Regions from separate parts of the Mus musculus genome. Here regions 2 and 3 are each linked to region 1. A link is a contact called in public HiChIP or PLAC-seq and promoter capture Hi-C data. All regions are on one chromosome and are shown on one strand. Each heading gives the region's core, a stretch centred on a gene start, on an enhancer-like site or on the middle of the called end of the contact. The rest is flanking DNA. Distances are from core to core; before and after follow the strand shown. Region 1 holds the start of Cul3 (cullin 3). Region 2 holds the start of C430014B12Rik (a long non-coding RNA gene). Region 3 holds the start of Agfg1 (ArfGAP with FG repeats 1).

Region 1 (2,943 bases), core at 324-2,823:
AAGCTGATAAAGTGGCAGAGCTTAGATTAAAGCCAATGGCTTAAAATGTATATTGTAATAAGAAATAGAGCCATATGATAGGACAGCCAATAGAAAAAGGTTTTATATCCTGATAATTATGGAAATGGCAATCAATTAGCATACTAGTTATAAACAACTATGCATCACTCACTATATTCATCAGAGCCCTTCCTTGTTTTACTTAACCCATTCTTGATATTTTATTTTTAGCTTAACTCTCTAAGCTTAGTCATTACAAATAATTTAGGGTCAATTCAACCATAAATAAACAAGCTTTATCAAGTTTTCCCTTTTGGAGGGCGGGGGTGTGTGAAGGGTGTTCAAGACAGGGTTTCTCTGTGTAGCCCTGGCTGTCCTGGAACTCACTCTGTAGACCAGGCTGGCCTCGAACTCAGAAATCCACCTGCCTCTGCTTCCCAAATGCTGGGATTAAGGTCATGGGCCACCAATTTCAATTGTAGGTGCTAATCCCAACAACAGTTCACTCAAAATGGGAAGATCCAAAACTGGGAGAATCTCAGATTTCCCAGGGGCGTTGGAAACAGCAAATGAGCAAGTATGCAAGGTAGATGTAGGATTCATACTGAATTAGAAGCCAAAAGCAGTCGAATTGGACATTTCGACTATAGGATAAGAGTCCCCGAACAAATAGAAAAATGTCTCCAAACCTACAGCAAACTTAATTTCACAGTGCTTTTGGTTTTAATGATCTATACTGTTCTTGGAAATGGTCGTATGTTTAACACAATATTGTAGTATATTAGGCATTTGTTTTATTTCGGCACAAACAAAAACCGGGTTTTAACATTAGTGGGCTCTGGATCCTCCAGAAGGTATCAACTAATGAACAAACCCAGGAGCTTGTACAGTGTAAGAAGGCCGGGTTGATTCTGAGGCGCTGCAACACCTAGCTAAAAACAGGACACTGGTTTCGCAGTCTGCAGGTAACTCAAGCACAAACCCTGCTTTCAAGTTTCTGGCTGGGCTCAAGTACCCATCCCTAGGCCACGTGCCCTAGAAAAACACAGGAGCAGTTCTAGGACGTAGAACCTTCCTCCTCGCACCCCACGCCCTTTCCCAGGACTACCTACCTACTAGGGCCAAGCTCAGCCCCGCCAGCCCACAACACAACACTCCCCTCTCCCCCTTCCGGAAATTCCCCCGCCCACTACCCACGTGACCCACCACCTTCGCGCTCCACCAATCAGAAGCCACCTCAGCCTACTGGGGTCTCCGACGCTCCTCTTTTGAAAACGCAGCCTACGTCTCCTGCACCAGGCCCCGCCCCCCAGGGCGCTGACTACGCCCATTCCTTAATCCACCCCTCTCCCCCCTCCCCACCACGTTCAGACCCCACTTCTCCCTGCGCCCTCCCTTCCCGGGCTTCGCCCCACCCCGCCCCCGACCGCGCGCCCGCCCCGATCTCGCGAGATCTGACGTGCCCGCCGCGGCCTCCCGCCTCCCCTCCCGTCCTCCCGCCCCCTCCCCCATCTCTCCACTCTCCGCTCTCCTCCCTCCCTCCTCCCCCCTCCACCCTCTGGGCCGGATCTCGTCTCGCTGAGGCGGAGGAGGAGAAGGAGGAGGAGGACGTTCGGCCTGCGCAGTGAGATGTTTGTCCGTCGCCGCCGCCGCCGCCATCGCGGAGGAGCGCGATAAAGGGAGCCGAGCCCGGCGCGAGGGGAAGCCCGCGGAGCCGCCGCGCCAGCGCAGCCCCCGGCCGAGCCCGAGCCGCCCGAGCCCGAGCCGCCGCCCCCGCCGCCGCGGCCGCCCAGGGGCCGGCCCGCCGCCCAGCCCAGCCCGGGGGCCGCGCCGCCGCCCCCCGCCGAGCCCCGCGGCTGCCCTCCCGCCTTCAATGTGACACCGGCGCCTCCGAGTGCGAGCCGCAGCCGCCGCCGCCGTCAGCGCCGCCGCCGGGGAGGGGCCGAGCACCATGTCGAATCTGAGCAAAGGCACGGGCAGCCGGAAGGACACCAAGATGCGGATCCGGGCCTTTCCGGTGAGTCGGTCCTCGGCGCCCGGGACCGGGAGCCGCGGCCCGGAGCCGCACGCGAGGCCGGGGCTGAACTCCGCCAACAGGCCGCAGCCGGCCTCCCCTCCCCCCACGGCCGCCGCCGGTGGCGGAGCGCGAGGCTTCCCGGCAACGGGGCGGCGCGGGGCCGGGTCGGCCACCTCCGGGGCCGTTCCCCGCGCCCCGGCCGCCCCGGGGCCTCCTTCGCTCGGGCCTCGGGGGCCGCGGCCCTGAGGGGATGCGCGCTGTGGCCGCCGCACCCGTCGCGTGGGGCGTGTGTGTAACTTTTAGCGTGCGGTTTCCAGAAGGAGCCGGCTCGGCTTTTACGGCGGTGGGGAGGACTGTCCACCTCTGCTCGACTCCGTAGTCAGGGGCGGTCTTGCCATCCCACTGCCCCACTCACTGACAGAGATGCTAGAAATGCCCACTGGCAAAACACTAGGAGCATAGTATTTATAGCATCCTTGATCCTGCAAAGCTTCCTAAGCGCTTGACCCACTCCGGTTCAGAATCGCCCCTCCACTTCTTGGAGGGCCAGGCACAGCTTTTCCGTGTCTTAGTCAAGGAGGTCCCCAAGAATAGTTGCCACTCAGACTTGTTTTACCTTGTACGTTTTTAGCGACAGCAAACATTTGCTCTTCAGAAACTTTTCCTCTTGGCGTTACGTTGAGTCATAGGCTTGCGGTGTTTAGTAGATGGAGTAGTATGTAACTTTGGATGTCATGCCTCGATCAGATAGCCAGTGGCAGGCAATTAAAATGTCCTGTTGTAACAAACTGGACGTACTTGCTCGTGTCGCTACAGTGACAGGTAAATGTCAAATAGACAAGCCATCAGTGGAGCAGAATTGTAAAAGTAAAACGGAGGGAGGTTGTTTTTCCCTTCTAAGACTCATAAGCATTCTGTCGTGTGGG
Region 2 (2,709 bases), core at 186-2,685, 2.4 Mb before region 1:
AAGAGAAAATTTTACTTACAAATGTGAAACAACAGGCTTGCTATTTGGCACTATCTGCTTCTGTGCTTCATATTAACTCCTTAAATTGCTCCGATGCACATGTGCTAGGGTGAGAGCCACTTTTATCCCTGCGGGAGGAGAACAGCGACTGAGAAACTAGATGATACCGTTGTTAGGGACTTAGCTAGAAAATCTTTAAATAAAAGCCACAAAGATTTACAACTTTACACTAATAAACAAAGAATTTCAAAAGTACCAAATTTTGATGTCTTAGAACAGACAGTCACCATGTAAGGCAGCAGCTCTCAACCCGAGGGTCTCGACCCCTATGGTTGTTGAGTGACTACCACAGTGGTTGGACACTTTTGTGATATTTATAATACAATTCATGACAATAGCAAAATTGCAGTTATGAACTAACAACAGTAATAATTTTATAGTTGGTTACCACAAAATGAGGACTGTATTAAGACAATACTACTGCCTCAGTTTTTAGATTGTATGTTTCAATAAAACAGAGGAGGACCTAATTATTTTTTCTTTCTCATTAAAACTATGGTACTTTGGGTATTCTTTGGTAACAAATAAACTTAATTTGGGGCTAAGGTTTTACTCCCACGTCTTTGGTCATTACATGCTTGTTGTATACCTTGAGATAAATCTCCTTCAGACTCCTATCTGATACCACAGCTCCACTTTCTAGGCCACACCCAAACATCCGCAATGTTTTCCAATTTCATCGGGGTCCCGTACATTACACTCAATTTCTTCTTTAGGTTGGCTTTCATTTTTAAAAACACAAATCTATTTTTAAGGGACTATTTACCCTTAATTAATATTCACTACCTTTGAACCATAAACTTGCTGTACGCATATAAACATATGTAACAAAACCAAAACTATTTAAAAAAATTAAGTCGCAGTGAATCAAAGGTCTAATCTAAGAACTGCTGAAGCTCTGAGTCAAAACCTTGAAGATACACAGGCACAGGCAAGGACTTTCTGCAAAGGGCTCCGAGAGGCTGAGGAAACACCAGCAAGAACTGGCATCATGTAACATACAAACTTTCTGTAGAAATTAAGAGTAGAGAGATTCTACGGGATCTTTGTTGGGTAGTCATATGGCAGGGGGCTCACATCTAGAATTATATAAACAACCCAAAAACCTACTAAAGGGACCCCCCCCCCCCGTATCTATTAACAACAAAAATGTCACAACAGCAAGGAGAGAGTAACAGAAGAAACTTTGTAAATCTAAAATGAGGCAGCCCTATCAGACAGGAAGAGAGCTAACACAGTTCCTTCCAGTAGTTCAGTAAAAAAACATGTACTCAGAGACACCACTGAGGAGCTATCTCAATTCACAGGTCCTCGAAACCAAAAATTAGACAACCCGTTATCCACATATAAACACACATACACACCCCTCCTCAAGCAATCTAGTTGCGCTCAGAATACTAAATAGGGCTCAATGGTCCTACTTTCCCTAAAGGTTTTTCTTTGGGGAATCTCATTAGTAGCCAAAGCGACTGAGGGAGAAAGGAATGTTTCTCACCTGGGAAAAAGGGCATCCCCATTCACTGGCTCCCCGTGGGAGGCCTGCTTAGCATTATTGGGCACAAGTTTTAGTCTTCTGGAATTAGAGAGCACCACCAATTCAGAGACAGCGTTGCTCTTCCCAGAAAATGCGTCCTGCTCCTGAGCTAGTGGGACTGGGACGCTGGTTTGTTTGTTTGTTTCTTGTTTTTGTTTGCTTGTTTGTTTTGCAATGACAAGTTTTTAGCAAATGGAGGTCAGGGGCTATGGGGGACCTGGACCCCAGCTTAGCGTGGGGTGCGGGGGTATAGCCCGCAACGCCTCCAGCGAGCAAGGATGCTATGGCCAGCCCGGGGTCTCCCAAAGGCCTTTAGTTATACGGATTTTACACAAAACAAAGAGTTACTTTTAAACGCGACAGACTCAAGGTCAAACTGCGAGGTGCTTGGGCCCGTGGAAGAGATGCCCGAAAAAGCCCAGATCCAAACTCACAGGCTTCCTTCCGTTTCCTAACCCCAAACTAATAGGTGTTTTTCGTTTTGTCAGTAAAATTCGATTTTTGTTTCACAGAACAAGATGCGGAGGTAGAAACGGTGAAGAAGCCGGTCCCAAATATTTACAGGGCAGGGACCTGATGACGGGCCAAGGCCGGGGCCGCTCCGCCCAGTCTGGAGAGGGGTGTCACTGCCGCGGCGCTAGGCCCGGAGTCCTGCTTGGGGAGACTAGAGCACTCACCCTGGGCCTGCTGGAGAGTCCCCGGAGAGAGGGTCGCCGCCCGCCGGCTCCGGGGCACTCGGGTGAGCGCTCGCAGAGGCCGTTGACCGAGCGCACCGAGGCGCCCGGGCAAAGAAGCGGCGGAGCGGCCGCGACGGGCCGGGACAGACGCGAGAACGGCCAGGACTGACCCCTTCCAGGAGCCGTAGCGGAAGTAGGTTTCTGGTCATGTGACGAGAGAAGGGCGGATGTTGCATGCAGGCTCCTGAGACGTCGACGCGGAGCCATTTTTGTCGTGGGCAAAGTACTTCCGTCTCAGGTGATTCCTGTTGAGGGGGTTTCTAGACTTTGCGATCTTTAAGAACCTTGCGTTTGCAGGTAAACTGGTAACCTGTTTTAAAGGAACGCCTGAATAAAAATTCTTATGGTGGCCCGCGAATTTGCATATATAACTAAATA
Region 3 (2,700 bases), core at 90-2,589, 2.5 Mb before region 1:
TTTAAGACCCAAGGAATATTAACTACCAGATCATTAAAAATGCATTGAATTCAAGATAACCAGAAAATAATTGCATCTAATCAGTTCCAGAGTCACCTGCAACCTTTCCAAGTGAAATTTCACAAGAACAAAAATTCCCATCACAACACAGCTTAAACAGAGAGGCCTAGACATGCCATCTGAGTAATTTCAGGCGGTCACCTCCATCTCCTTTCTCAATATTGTCTTCCCAGTCCCCATTTCTCCAGACAGATAGGACACTTGGGTTCTGATACAGAAATCTCATCGAGCTCCATCCTTATTTTGAAGCGCACAACTCCTGATTACCCTTTTCCAGTAAAACTTTCCCCAACTGAGGACACTTGGAGCCATGCAGCCACAACCCTCGTGCTTTTGCTGCCTCCCCGCCTCACGTAATTAATCCTCTAGGGAGAACTTTTCTCCTGGGATTCACACCTCAGCCATCAAGACCTATTAACGCCCCCCGCCCGCCCCCAACACGCCCCAGCTACCTGAGTGCTGTGGACCGGAGGAAGATCCCCAGCTTTCTGCGTCCCTGCTCTCACCCTCCCCACCAGCTCCGCGGCACCGAGCAGAGGCCGGGCCCCCCAACCACGGAGCTGCGGGTCGCACAAAGGCCCCGCACCGCCCTCCCGGGGATGCTCCCCGCCTGCGCCCCCCGAGGCGCGGCCACGCCCGCTGAGCGGCGGGAAGCCGGGATGCTCCGCCGGGCCGGCCGCTGGCTGACCCCGACCCCACCCACGCCCCACCCACGCCGGCCACCCCAAGGCTGGACCCTCGCCCGGCCAAAGAGCAAGAGCATCTCCGGCCCCCAAGGCCTAGGCTGGCCGCATCCCCAACGGGCCCCGCCGCCACGGCCCGGTACCCACGACCCCCGTCCGCACTCACAGGCTGCCGGAGCAGGAGGTGCACACGAACGAGCCGACCGTCATGTTCACGTAGGTGGGGCCGCGCTGGTCGCAGTCGAAACACTTGCGGTTGTGCGGCAGCCCCGTCATGTCCCGCAGCATCTTCAGGTGCTTCTCCTCCTGCTTCCGCTTCGCGCTGGCCGCCATGGCCGCGGCTCCGACCGAGGAGGCCGGCAGGGCCGGGAGCCGGCGGCGCTGCCGGGGCCCCGCGCTCCCTTCCCACGGGCCGCCCTGGCCGCCGCCGCCTCCGCCCTCGCGGACTCCGGTCTCGGCCTCCGCTCGGCTCCGCCGGGCAGGACAAGGCGAGGAAGCTGCGCAGCACGCGCCGACCGGTCACACCAACCGGCCGGGCGGGACAACCGCCACCGCCGCCGCTGCCACCTTCCCGACTTCTCCTAAGGGGGAAAGACGAGGTGGGGGGCGGGGGGAGCGGCAAGAGGAGACCGGCCTCGGGCAGCCGGGGGCCAAGTGCAGGCTGGCGCCCTCTGCTGGCCGGGAGGAGTCACTGCGGCCACGCTGCGGCAAGGGTCGGAGCTGGGCGGGGTAGAGAAGACACAATGGTGTCAATAAATTACAGCCCTTATCCGCTGGGTGCCTGTACGTGCAAAGAGCTTCGTGTAAGCAGGCTATCTTCCTCCAGGCAGAAATGTTCCCGGCAGCTTCCCGCTGCTTTAGGAGACACTCCAAATTCTTCCCTTACAGAATCTAGCCTAGTCGCCTTCTTCCAAGTCATCCCCATTCACTCCGCTACTCTAGACTTAAATTTGTATGGTGCACTGGGATAAATTTACGACGGTATTTACCTGCCGAAGCCAGAGTTCCAACATAGTCCAACTGCAACACCCACCTTTTGAGGCTGCAGGAAATCACTGCTAGCCCCTAAGACACTGGTTCGGGTGGGGGTGGGGGTGTTGAACAACCCTCTCAGAGGGGTCACCTAAGACCATCGGGGAACACAATTTACATTACTATTCATAACAGTAGCAAAATTACAGGTATGGAGTACCAATGGAAATAATTTTGTGGTGGGGGGTCACCACAACGTGAGGAACTGTATTAAAGGGTCGCAGCAGCATTAGGAAGGTAGAGAACTCCTGCGGTAAGGTATGAGAAACCATCTGTACCTTCATTTCTCAAAGGAGTGTGGGGAGGCTCAAAAACTGAGTTACCGAATACTGTCCCAGCCCCCACTGCAAATGGAGTAGTTTTCACAAGAGGAGAATTCAAGTTTCCTAGCTGAAAATGCTGAGTCAGCCCCGGGGAACCATCGGGTTAACTTAACATTATTATAATAGTAAATGGCATTATTATTAAAGGGGGGCAGATAGGATGGCTAGTGTTTCTGAACTGTTTCCTACATGAGAAATTTAACTATCCCTAGGATCCAGAGTTCATCTTCAACAACTATCAGCTCATGTCTCTTCTTGCTTTATTGATCCCCTTGCCCAATATCATATTTATCTTAAAATAAACCCACTTATTACTAATATATATATATATATATTTCAGGACTGAGACTGTAGCTCAAAGGCAGAGTGGTTACTATGTATAGGCAGGCCCTGGTTTTATCCCTAGCCCAAGAAAAGTAAAAACTCCCTCTTCCTCTCCCCCTTTTCCTTCCCCCCTCCCTCCCCCTCCCTCTCTCTCTCTCTCTCTCTCTCTCTCTCTCTCTCTCTCTCTCTCTCTCATCTCTCCTTTTCTTTCCTCCCCTCCCTCTCATGTAACTACAGTACAGCTAGCATACAGAGAAAGTTAGGACTAATTCTTTGAC

Evidence for each region. HiChIP or PLAC-seq counts read pairs in DNA pulled down with a chosen protein or histone mark. Capture Hi-C pulls out chosen DNA fragments and counts their contacts.
Region 2: a contact with region 1 is called in a promoter capture Hi-C map of liver, with 2.9 times the contacts expected there. The contact joins the promoter of C430014B12Rik here to the promoter of Cul3 in region 1. A contact is called at or near these places in 6 of 39 promoter capture datasets (cranial neural crest, embryonic stem cells, erythroid cells and 3 more), 2 of 115 datasets of contacts at active chromatin or transcription factors (both in embryonic stem cells) and 2 of 9 other capture datasets (adipose tissue and liver).
Region 3: a contact with region 1 is called in an H3K27ac HiChIP or PLAC-seq map of embryonic stem cells, with 6 times the contacts expected there. The contact joins the promoter of Agfg1 here to the promoter of Cul3 in region 1. A contact is called at or near these places in 2 of 39 promoter capture datasets (liver and pre-B cells), 1 of 484 Hi-C or Micro-C datasets (muscle stem cells) and 2 of 115 datasets of contacts at active chromatin or transcription factors (embryonic stem cells and thymic regulatory T cells).

What each region holds. Positions count from the first base shown.
Region 1 is chr1:80,339,320-80,342,262 of GRCm38.p6, reverse strand. It overlaps Cul3 (cullin 3), which reads left to right and starts at 1,573. Exons shown (of 16, transcript NM_016716.5): 1 at 1,573-2,017. The coding sequence starts at 1,952. It overlaps Gm39667 (a long non-coding RNA gene), which reads right to left and starts at 1,350. Exons shown (of 2, transcript XR_865570.2): 1 at 1,113-1,350; 2 at 1-1,035.
Region 2 is chr1:82,724,647-82,727,355 of GRCm38.p6, reverse strand. C430014B12Rik (a long non-coding RNA gene) reads left to right here and starts at 1,435. Exons shown (of 4, transcript XR_865578.3): 1 at 1,435-2,569. It overlaps Mff (mitochondrial fission factor), which reads right to left and starts at 2,466. Exons shown (of 9, transcript NM_029409.3): 1 at 2,272-2,466; 2 at 20-128.
Region 3 is chr1:82,838,099-82,840,798 of GRCm38.p6, reverse strand. It overlaps Agfg1 (ArfGAP with FG repeats 1), which reads right to left and starts at 1,339. Exons shown (of 13, transcript NM_001368850.1): 1 at 910-1,339. The coding sequence starts at 1,076.